Regions from separate parts of the Pan troglodytes genome. Here all the other regions are linked to region 3. Evidence: chromatin contacts called from public HiChIP or PLAC-seq data. All regions are on one chromosome and are shown on one strand. Each heading gives the region's core, a stretch centred on a gene start, on an enhancer-like site or on the middle of the called end of the contact. The rest is flanking DNA. Distances are from core to core; before and after follow the strand shown.

The links. HiChIP or PLAC-seq counts read pairs in DNA pulled down with a chosen protein or histone mark.
Region 1: an H3K4me3 HiChIP or PLAC-seq map of stem cell-derived excitatory neurons shows a contact between it and region 3, with 4 times the contacts expected there. The contact joins the promoter of WDR20 here to the promoter of ZNF839 in region 3. A contact is called at or near these places in 2 of 7 Hi-C or Micro-C datasets (blood and stem cell-derived neural progenitor cells) and 1 of 1 datasets of contacts at active chromatin or transcription factors (stem cell-derived excitatory neurons).
Region 2: a contact with region 3 is called in an H3K4me3 HiChIP or PLAC-seq map of stem cell-derived excitatory neurons, with 4 times the contacts expected there. The contact joins the promoter of HSP90AA1 here to the promoter of ZNF839 in region 3. A contact is called at or near these places in 2 of 7 Hi-C or Micro-C datasets (induced pluripotent stem cells and stem cell-derived neural progenitor cells) and 1 of 1 datasets of contacts at active chromatin or transcription factors (stem cell-derived excitatory neurons).

The regions. Positions count from the first base shown.
Region 1 is chr15:100,150,502-100,154,456 of NHGRI_mPanTro3-v2.0_pri, forward strand. WDR20 (WD repeat domain 20) reads left to right here and starts at 2,186. Exons shown (of 5, transcript XM_063793895.1): 1 at 2,186-2,472.
Region 2 is chr15:100,099,068-100,102,825 of NHGRI_mPanTro3-v2.0_pri, forward strand. HSP90AA1 (heat shock protein 90 alpha family class A member 1) reads right to left here and starts at 1,615. Exons shown (of 11, transcript NM_001098572.1): 1 at 1,557-1,615; 2 at 788-949; 3 at 329-695; 4 at 1-3. The coding sequence starts at 949.
Region 3 is chr15:100,330,684-100,334,446 of NHGRI_mPanTro3-v2.0_pri, forward strand. It overlaps ZNF839 (zinc finger protein 839), which reads left to right and starts at 2,351. Exons shown (of 8, transcript XM_063793896.1): 1 at 2,351-2,921. It overlaps TRNAI-AAU (transfer RNA isoleucine (anticodon AAU)), which reads left to right and starts at 492; the gene lies at 492-565.

The sequences.
Region 1 (3,955 bases), core at 936-3,435, 180 kb before region 3:
TTAAATTCCTGGTTTGAAATTGAAAATCAGAAATAAAATTAGGTCAGGCCCATTTATTTATTTATCTATTTATTTATTTATTTCCTGAGATGGAGTCTCGCTCTGTTGCCCAGGCTGGAGCGCAGTGGTGCGATCTCGGCTCATTGCAACCTCCACCTCCCGGGTTCAAGCAATTCTCTTGCCTCAGCCTCCCGAGCAGCTGGGATTACAGGCATGTGTCACCACGCCTGGCTAATTTTTGTACTTTTAGTAGAGATGGGATTTCACCATGTTGGCCAGGCGGTCTCAAACTCCTGACCTCGTGATCTGCCCGCCTCGGCCTCCCAAAGTGCTGGGATTACAGGTGTGAGCCAACACGCCCAGCCATTCAGGCCTAGTTATTTAGATTTGGGTGTTGCTTATTGAATCTTTGAATATGGGGGAAAAGTTATGAGATAAAAAGAATAAAAATAGAGACTATTCAAAGGCTATGCATGGGACTGGGCACTGTGGCTCATGCCTGTAATACCAGCACTTTGGGAGGCCAAGGTGGGTGGATCAGCAGGTCAAGAGATCAAGACCATCCTGGCCAACATGGTGAAACCCCATCTCTACTAAAAATACAAAAATTAGCTGGGCGTGGTGGTGCACATCTGTAGTCCCAGCTACTCGGGAGGCTGAAGCAGGAGAATCGCTTGAACCTGGGAGGCAGAGGTTGCAGTGAGCCAAGATTGCACCACTGCACTCCAGCCTGGCGACAGCGAGACTCCATCTAAAAAAAAAAACAAAACTAAACCAAAGGCTATGCATGAGACAAAGTGAACAGTTTATTACTGTGATTATAATAAAATGTTGAATTTATATAGGGTAAAATCTTGATAGAATGCTTGAATTATATAGGTATTATGGGAAATACAATGTTATGGTTAATTGAAGAATAATACAAAATTTTGTTTTAACTTTTGCTCGCTGGGTTTTTTTTCCCCCCAAAAAAATTATACTTTTTTTCCTCTTGATAATTAGGAAACACAGATAAATTATTTTTAGATGATTCGAGATGTCACTATCCTTCAAGTTGATTATTGTAAAATACGTGTTTTCAATGTAAAATAACACAGTTATGGAGTTTGGGATATAGCCATGGTAACGACAGAACATACCCTGGTGTTTTAAGATTAGGGAAAGTCGGATAACATCAAAACAATTCTAAGAAAAAACTTTAAGTATTTTTCAGGCTCTATTAATTAAGAAGTACTTCAGTGCTTTTTTTTCTTTTTTTTTTCCAACACTACAAAGGCTAAAGATGTTATTATCAAATGTATTACTACATCATTGGCACAGTTTCTATTGGTATCTACTTGCTTTTTAATACGGAAGATGTTTATGATTTACACTCCTCCTACTTTAGAAATTCTCTCCATTCACTTCTTTTGTGCCCCTCCAGATATAATCTGAACTTCCAGGAATAGTTCATTCTTGGTGTTACAAATGTTGGCTTCCCCCCTCCCTGGAATTCTATTAGAATGTTTCTGTCACTTTAGAAGCTTTCTTATTCTGGTGTAACATGCCAAGAAACCCAGGTATAAAATAGTGATTGTTGAATCTTACTTTGACACGTGTGCCCGTCCTTATAAATCTAGACCCTGTACATTACATGCATACAACTATCCCTATGGATCTACTAGTAAATAATCTCACAGACTCCACCTGAGGCTTCTGGAAAAAAAAATCAATTACCTTAAATTTTATTAAGAGCTCTTCGTAAACTACTGAGCAAGAGAAGTGAATCCTAAAAAGATTCAGTCCCCGGTTCCCAAAGCGCTTCCCCGCCCCGTGTTTCTGAACAGCTGGAGAGGACAAACCTCCGCTAAGAAGCGGAGGCCGCCAGTGCTCATCACACGCAGGAATTAGGATATCTGGCTTGAGAACACCTATGCTGTACCACATTCTTCTCTCCCCCTACCCCGCCTGAAATAAAACATAGTGAAGCGTAAATCTTGAGTCCCTTGGTACCTTCTCAGAAACGGCGGCGAGGAGGCTTCAGAGGGGCTTCCTGAGCGGGGATCCAGACGGTCGCGCGGGTATTCAGCACTCTGGGCGGGACAGTCCCTGTCCCGAAGGGAGGGCCCAGGAGGGGTGGAGCCGTCCCCGCCCGAACACGGGGGCATCCGCGCTCCCCGTAGGGTACCCCGCGTGCTGGCTCCGAAGCGGTGGCAGTCGGGGTGGCGCTCTTCCTCCGCTCTTTGGGGTCCCGGCGCCCCTCAGGGCAGGGCGGGAGACCGCTGAGGAGGCACCCTCAAGTTCACCTCAGGCTCATGACACCAGCCCCGCCGCGGTTCCCCCTGACCGGCTTTCCGCTGGCCCTGGCGGCTGCGGAACGGTCAACTAGACCCCACTAGCTGAAGCCGGCATCACCTGGGAAGCAGCCAGGCCGCCCGAAGGCCACACCCGGGGGAGGAGCCTGCGGACGCCCAGTCGGGTGGAGCACGCCAGGTGAGCACGCCTGCGCAGTCGGGCCGTAAACAAGCCCGCCCCTTCCCTTTGGCCCGCCCTCGCAGGGCTGGCCCGCGGGTGGGAGGGGCGAGAAGGAAGAGGCAGGGGGTGGGGGAAGAGGGAGCACCAGGAATAGCGCCTGCGCGGTGGGCGTGATCCGGGCACTTAGGGCAGGATGAACGCTGCTTTCCAAGATGGCGACGGAGGGAGGAGGGAAGGAGATGAACGAGATTAAGACCCAATTCACCACCCGGGAAGGTCTGTACAAGCTGCTGCCGCACTCGGAGTACAGCCGGCCCAACCGGGTGCCCTTCAACTCGCAGGGATCCAACCCTGTCCGCGTCTCCTTCGTAAACCTCAACGACCAGTCTGGCAACGGCGACCGCCTCTGCTTCAATGTGGGCCGGGAGCTGTACTTCTATATCTACAAGGGGGTCCGCAAGGTACCGACCCGGGCGTCACCGGAGCCAGCCAGCGGCGTAGGCAGAGGCCGGGAGCAGGGCGGTGACAGTGGGGCCAGGGTGACCGAGAGGGGTGGCCGTCGCTCTTACTTTTGAGTGGGCCGGTAACTCCACTGGGGTACTCCTGAGGAGAGGGGATTCAGGAGTAAGGAGGGTGGTGGCGGTGGCGTTTCGAAGGGGTGGGGGCAGTGGAAAGGGACCGTGGGGCGCGGGGGTTCTGGCTGGGAGGCTCCCGGGGGAGCCGGCTGCGTCCCCTCCAGCCTGGTCCATCAGGCTCTGACATGGCCAGGGAGCGGGCCTGCGAGTCCCCGGAAGAGGTGAGGTGGCCGTCTTGTCTGCTTCGATTGCCTCGCCTCCCTGGAGGGTTGGAAGTCTCGCCCTGGGTTAGAGAACAGGGACGCAAGACGGCTTAACAAGATCTCTGTAAGGCGGAACCGGGGCCGGGAAGCGGAGCATTGAGACTAGGTCAGAAAGAACCTGCTCGGCACGCAAGGCTACTCCACCTGCTGCCGCACTGACACTTCCTAGGAGCCTCTCCTGGTGTTAACATTTCTATTTCCAAAAACATCCGCGGGAGGACGGCTGTCACTGTCTCCGCCGTGGGGACCTTCTGAAAGATTGTTAAGGAGAGTCATCTTGTCCCTTGTAGTATGCGAAGGGCAGAGTACTACAGTTGAAATGATGTTTCCAGTGAACTAAGCTGGTTCAGAGGGGTTGTGTGAGAGTGCCCAGATTAATCTTGTCCAACAAGTCAGACTGTGTCCCAAACAGGGAGTGATATGCTTTAAAAGCTGCTTTAAAGGGACCATCCTTCTTGGCGGGCGAGTTACCGGTAATTCTGTGAAACATGTAAGCATCCTTTAAAAGTATCTCTTTAAAAGCAGCCATTTATTAGAGTTTTTCTTTCATTGGCTATGTAACTGTGTTTTCACTGAGAATTGCTTATTTTTGAGATTGTAGTCTTTGACTTGATGTCATGGAAGAGTGAGGAAATTAATGCATCCCACAGCACCTCCAAATAG
Region 2 (3,758 bases), core at 365-2,864, 230 kb before region 3:
CACCTGCAAGAGAAAAAAGAAAAATTGACTTAATAATACATTCAATTTAGTGCTCAACGCCATGCCTAACATCCTTATAACGTGTCTATAAAGCAAGGTTTGCCGTTACTACAGATGCAAAGGCGCCCACAGCACAACCTTTTGGGCAAGGTGCCTTGCCCAAAAGAACCACCCACCAAGTCATGCCATTACACTAAGTGCTCTAGCTTGTTCCTGATCGTCGGGCAAACACAAATTCTGTAAGCTTCACCGCATCCCCAGGGGTTCAAGGGTTGCAGCACCCCACCCTTCTACCGCTCACCTAACCAGTGAATGTTCAGGTGCCTACCTGTGTCTGTCCTCACTGTGAATGATCCCCCTGCTGAGGACTCCCAAGCGTACTGCTCATCATCATTATGTTTGGTGATCACAGTTACTTTCTCAGCAACCAAATAAGCAGAATAAAAACCAACACCGAACTGGCCAATCATAGAGATATCTGCACCAGCCTGCAAAGCTTCCATGAACGCTTTGGTCCCAGACTTGGCGATAGTACCAAGGTTATTGATCAAGTCAGCCTTGGTCATTCCAATTCCAGTATCCACAATAGTGAGGGTTCGATCTTGTTTGTTCGGTATAAGGTTAATATGCAGCTCTTTCCCAGAGTCTAATTTACTGGGATCTGTCAAGCTTTCATACCGGATTTTGTCCAACGCCTGTTAACAAAAAATATTAATTTAAGCACACAGCACCCCCAAGAAGTTCATACTGAAACCAAAATCCGATTCTGGGTTAATAAGCGACTTACATCTGATGAATTTGAAATGAGCTCTCTCAGAAAGATCTCTTTGTTCGAGTAGAAAGTATTGATGATCAATGACATCAACTGGGCAATTTCTGCCTGAAAGGCGAAAGTCTCAACCTCCTCCTCCTCCATCGGTTGGTCTTGGGTCTGGGTTTCCTCAGGCATCTGGAACGACACCGCGCCGGTTTAAAACCTTGCAGGACGTCTACAGAGGCAACACGAGATTCCATCGCGCCCTCCAAATATTTCTAAAGCCGGATTGGAGATTTGCGAAGTTTAAGTAAACCGAAAATAGAAGGGCGGCTGACAAAGGATGACCTCATTTCGGAGCGCGGCAACTACCACGAGCGTGTGCGCGCTTCCGGGCGGCCGCCGCAGGCCCGGGCCCAGTCCCCCGCCGCGGTCCCCAACGGACACCCCGGGTGCCCTCCCGCGCGGGCTGCGGCTCCGCCACGGCGGCCTCCTCCGCCTGCGCCCCCAGCGGGGCCGGGCGGGGGACCCCCGCGGCGGGGCCGCTCTGTTCGCGTGCGGCGCCAGCTCTGGCGCTGCTGCGGAGCCTCGGGGAGCCCGCGGCCGCCCGGCCCATTCCTGAAGCGGGGTGCGGAAACCGCAGCGGGCCCGAGGCCTCCGGAATAGGAAGCGCGGCCGCCCGTGAGCGCGGCCCTGGCTGCTTCAGGGATCTCGTCCGGCCCCCACAGCCTCCGCTCCGCGCCAGCCGCCCCCGGTCCCGGTCCCCAATACACCTCCACAGGCCCCCACAACCACCCCTCACCTTGGCTAAGTGACCGCACAGGACCAACGGCACAGCAACACCAGGACGCTGAAGCAACTGACGCGCCGCCCCCGCGCCTGCCTTATATAGCGACGGGCCCGCCCAGCGCGCGGCGCTTTTTCCAGAAGCCTCCCGAACCTTCCGGAAGAACCCTCCCCAGCCGCCGCCGCGGCCGCGCGCCTGCGCATGCGCCGTCGCCGCGGCACCCCCCCCCGCCCCGCCTTCCTGCGGGCGCGCGCAGGCCCTGCTCGTGGCCCGGCCCGGGCAACCTTCCCTCAACCGCCGCCGCGCGCCTCTCGCACGCCCCCGCGCCGGCCTCAATGCGCCTGCGCGGCCTGGAATTCTCGGGAAGGTCCGGGCGCCTTCTGGGGCCGCCCGCGCCCTCCGCCCTGCACCCCCACCTGCCGAGCGCGGGCGGAGGGCACGCCCGGGCGTGGGGGCCTTTGAAGTGAGGTGTAGTTGGTCACCCGGGCTGAGCGGAACGCGGGGCCGGGGTGGGAGGCGCGCCTGGAGGGAGGGTCGTGCATGGACGGAGAGCGCCCCGGGTCTCACGCGCCCGGGAGACTACCGGAGCCGTCGTCCTGACTGGCGCCGCGCCCGCTGCCAAAGAACCCAGCCGCAGGCGGCGCCGGGATCGCGGGGCTCTGCCCTCTGGGGGCTGTTAGCCCCAGGCTGCTGCGCACTGGGGAGGCTGTCCCGCGGCCTGCGCGCTCGGGGATTCTCCAGACCCACCGCTGGCTCGGGAGCGCTCCCTACTTTTGGGTTCCCCGAAAGCCATGTGCTTCATACTTAAGGGTCCCTTAGCTTGGGAATCGGGGACTTGGTGAACAAATTCATGCTTACCCAGATACACCCGGCATGATTTTGAAAAGCCCATCGTTTTGCCGACCGATTTGCGGTCTCCAAATTAAGTATCTAACACTTTGGTGATTAACTTGTCCTAAAAGGTTCGTTTTGTTTTTTTTTTCTTGTTTTTTTTTTTGGACAGGCTCTCGCTTTGTCGCCCAGGCTGGGGTGCCGCGGCGGAATCTCGGCTCACTGCAGCCTAGACCCTCCCGGGCTCAGGTGATCCTCCCGCCTCAGCTTTCCCAGTAGCTGGGACGAGCGCGGGCAGAGGACCACAGGCGCGGACACCACACCTGTCTAGTTTTTGTATTTATTTGTAGAGTCGGGGTTTCACCATGTTGCCCAGGCTGGAAAAGCCAATTTCTACATGGGAATTTTCGGATATTTTGGCCAAGGCCAGCTGTGGGAACCTTGGAGGCGTTGGGGTTCCTTCCACCTGGCTTCCCTGCCTAGTCCATGTCCTCTTCCTCTTTGTCGCTGGCGCCTCCCATGATTGGGCCTCCTCCTGCCTGGACTCATAGCCAGGCCCTGGGAATAATCTGAAAGCTCCTTGCCGTGTAAAGAAACGATGGAACTATCTCCGCTTCCTGGTCTCTAGGGAAACGCAACTTGCTCAGGAGCAGGGGTTTTCAGACTGCGGCCTGGGACCCCCTTACGAGTGTGTGAAATCAACATAAAGCGTCTTGCCTGGCATTACAAAGCGGGGGAAGTGGAAGGAAACTAGCAGCCACGTGGCGCGGGCCCCAGCGGTGGTGACCGGGTGTGTGCCTGGTCCTGTGGTAGCTGTTGCGCAGCCTGGGGGCGCGCCCCCGGCCCAGGCTTTCCCTACAGCTGCAGCCTGGACTGGCGGGGAGGAATCCGGAAGCAGGAAGAGCGGTGAGCGGGTCGCTGAAGGGGCGCAAGGTCTTCCCTGGCGAGTGCCGCCTTCGCCTGTTTCCTTCCTGTCACCACCAGCCACTGTCCCCGCTCTCACTTGTAGGAACTTTTCCTACCGCAGTTTCTGCCATTGCCCAGGGGGTTTGAGATATAGAGGAGCCATCCAGGGCCCCAGCTCTGACGTTCTTTTTTTTCTTTTCTTTTCTTTTCTTTTTTTTTTTTTTTAGACAAAGTCTCACTCTTGGTCCCCCAGGCTCGAGGGCAATGGCACAATCTCTGCTCACTGCAACCTCTACCTCCTGGGTTCAAGCGATTCTCCTGCCTTAGCCTCCCGAGTAGCTGGGATTACAGGCACCCGCCACTACGCCCGGCTAATTTTTGTATTTTTAGTAGAGACGGGGTTTCACCATGTTGGCCAGGCTGGTCTCGAACCCGTGACCTCAGGTGATCCGCCCGCCTCGGCCTCCCAAAGTGCTGGGA
Region 3 (3,763 bases), core at 1,101-3,600:
ATACACGTGTACTGTAGGAAAAAAACCAGCAGGAAGGAAGCCAAGACCCCAGCGGCCCTTGTTTATTGGGCGATAGGGAATTCGGTGGTTCTTTTGTCCGGTTTTCTGTATTTTCCAAGCTTGATTTAACCATGCTAAAGGCCTCTGTTACACGAAGTTTCCACGCTGCAGGATTTTCGGAGATAAAAACAACACTGAGTTGGCATGTTTGAAAACCTTCTCACTGCGGAGCTAAGCCTCCCATGTGCAATTTGCATTTTTCCTGTGAAAAAAAGCCGCCTTCGCTGTAGGGAGCCGCCTCCCTTCTCCTTGAAGTCCCCTAGGTCTTAGTTTCTGCATCGGGCCAATGGGGATGACTGTGAAGAGGTCGAAAGTCGCGGCTGTGGCGAAGCGGAATGCAGCCAGTGGCGCGGGCTCGGCAGGGAGTCGCTAGGGGGCGGGCGCGGGCTTGGAGCCCTCTTAGGCGCTCCCGTGGGGGCCCAGCATCAAGCGGCCGGTTAGCTCAGTTGGTTAGAGCGTGGTGCTAATAACGCCAAGGTCGCGGGTTCGATCCCCGTACGGGCCAGTCTAGCTTTTTTTTTTTTTCGGTCCCCCCAATGTTCCTTTCTGATACTGTAACCGGCGTGCAGGCAGGAGAGAATTGCGGAATCTTTTGGACTGGGCCCAGAGGTTGTCCAAGGCTACCTGCTGGGGAGAGCGGGAGGAACTCAGAGCGCGCTGGGGCGGTGGCTCCTCACCCCGAGTCCCCGCGCCGCCACCTGAAGGGTCTGTTTTAGAATGCCATTGGTTAGGCCTTTTACTTTTGTCGTTTTAAAGGACACTCTGGACATCCAAACAGATGCACATCCCCCGCCCCCACCCCCCACGTTTCCTGAGGCTGCGTCTGGCCTGGAGGAACCGCCCAGTGAAGACAGGTGCTCGCAGATATCACCGCCTAGTGTTCCCTGGGCCCCCTTGCGGGGAAGTCTTGGAGGTGAAAATCCAGGTCTGGAATGAATGCATTCCACAGATGCATAAGGAGAGCTACTGCATGCCCAGCACCGTTCTAGGCTGGGAGCAAAACGGTGAGACACAAACCCCAACCCGCTGGAGACAGTGACAACCACTAGATGACTGCCATGTTTTTAGTGAGGCGTTCAGGTTGTGGAAGCCTCTGGAAACCTTCTCTTGCTTTTTATCCCCCCTCTTTTCTTTTCGGAGACATCTTAGGCTTCACATTTCTTCCTCTTGGTTCTACATTTTGAAGCCAGAGCAAGTGGATGAATTTCTCACTCGGTTCGTTTCTAGGGTGGTCAGGTGTGCTCAGCTGAACAAAAGCCGGTTGTATAAGGTTGATGCCATTTTATGTCAGGATCCGGCAAGGGCTCCACCTGTTTTTGAAAATTCTACAGTGGAAACAGCTACTAGTTCTGACCTAAATAAGAAGCAGCTCAACATCTGCAGACCTTGGTATGTGCCCAGGGTGTAGTAAAAGTTCTCAATAAATGCCAGCCGATGGCGCTGCTGCTATTATAAGCAAAGTTAGGAGAGCCTGGGGCAGCTGACACTTAAAATAGACACCTGTACACAGGATGGATGTCACATCGTTTAATAGTCGTGCCAGGCACGTTGTTAGATGCAGGGACACAGCATGGAGGAATCGGTGGAGGTTGCTGCCCTCAAGTTTCCTGAGCTTGAAGGGGTTTAGAATATGCCACGGTGGCATGAAAATTATTTTGAACAGAAGGCATGTGAATTCCTGAAATCTGGTCGGGTGTGGTGGCTCACACCTGTAATCTCAGCACTTGGGAAGGCCGAGGCGGGTGGATCACCTAAGGTCAGGGTTTCAAGACCAGCCTGACCAACATGATGAAACCCCGTCTCTACTAAAAATACAAAAATTAGCCAGGCATGGTGGCGGACGCCTGTAATCCCAGCTACTCAAGAGGCTGAGGCAGGAGAACCGTATGAACCCAGGCGATGGAGGTTGCAGTGAGCCGAGATCGTGCCACTGCACTCCAGCCTGGGTGACAGAGTGAGATCTTGTCTCAAAAAAAAAAAAAAAAAAAAATTGTGGTAAGATACCCATAATATAAAATTCACCATTAAAAAATAACACGGAAGGGATCATCGTGAATGCAATGTGAGTATTGATGAGGATGATGGTGATCTTCCAGAACCTTCTCTGACGCCACCCAGGCCGCCAGCCTTACTTTACCGGCTTCAGCGCTCATCACACTGTGCTGCAAATGCCAGTTTCCTCCTTCCCCCTTGGGAAGTTTCCTCCTTGGGGGTCGGCACCTAGACTGTATACCCCCCAGGGCGGAAACAGCGGTTCACCCACCAGGTGCTTAATAAGGGTTTGTGGACCAGTGGACCTCCTGCTCTCCCTGGGGAAAGGAGCTGGGACATGTGTACACACCTGCAGCTACAAGATTCGGAGGGCGCACAGAGCCTCAACCGTAAGAAGGAGAGGCGATCAGGCTGAGGAAGATGGGGCAGTGGAGCTGGATGGATAGAGAGAGGGTGGGTTCATTCATTCGTTCACTCATTCGTTTATTCATATTCGTCCATCCATCATTCATGCCCTGAGCGTGCGTTGTGTTCTGGGCAGGGCCTGTGCTGAGCACCGATTGTGTAATATATCATCTCTCCCTTCAAGCTGCACCCAATCTGGGTGGGTGGGTAGAGAGAAGCTAGGGTGACAAGGCAAAAATTTGGGAAACACTCTCGTTAACAATTCAAACTGTGGTCCCCTCTCAGATGTATAAATCCAAATGTTTAGGGGTGGGCACAGTACTCTGCATCTCCAGACAGCATCCTCCGCTGATTCGGATGCATGATGACGTCAGAACACTTGGATAGTGTGGTAACTTTTGGGCCAGGGGCTCTGGAACACCGAAGACCTCCCCCTGGGAGATCCGGGACAGCTCCCGGAGAAGGTGAGTCTTAAACACATCCGTGACAGGCAATAAGGAAAATAAGGGGGGTCCGCTCTGCTGATCAGCCCTAGGAGCCGCGGCGGTTGTCGGCTGGGGCGGGGCACTCCACGACTTTCCCGGCCAGACACGGTCGCCTTCCGAGGTGTCTTGGCCTGCGAGGCACTCGTAGCCTGCCCCTCTCCTAGGTGACGTACATTGGAGACGCCGTCGCTCAGCGACCCCGGTTCGAGTCCCCGCCTCGGCCGCCATGGCGGATGCGGAGCCGGAGGCTGGGGGCGGCAGCGAGGATGGTGGCGGCGGCGGCGGCGGCGGCGGCCCGGCTCCTCCGGGCCAGAGCGGCAGCGTCGCACGTGTGGCCCCGCTGGGCCCCGAGCAGCTGCGGCAGGTCCAGGAGCAGGTGACGAAGGCGCAGCCGCCGCCGCCGCCGCCGCCCCACTTCGTGCTGCAGGACGCGGCGCGGCGGCTGCGGGACGCGGCCCAACAGGCCGCCCTGCAGCGGGGCCGGGGCACCGAGTCCCCGCGCTTGCTCCCGCCCCAGGTGAGGCGTCGGGAGGGACGTGGGGAAACTGAGGCCCGAAGAGGGCCGACGCCCCGCGGCGGGGCTAGCTGCTTGTCCGGGGAGGCCAGTATCCGCCCGGGTTAAGACTCAGGGCGTCCCCAGGCTGAGCTTCTTAGGGACGGCGTTCGGCCCCCACCTGTCACCACCCTGGCATTTTCACCCCAGGAGCCTCACTCTAGGAGCGGTTGCTCACGCTGGGCCCTGTGCCTGGAACGCCCTCGTGCCTTCTCTGCCTTCACAGCCCTGCTGGGGGCTTTTGCGTGCTCCCTAGCTCTTCTTACAG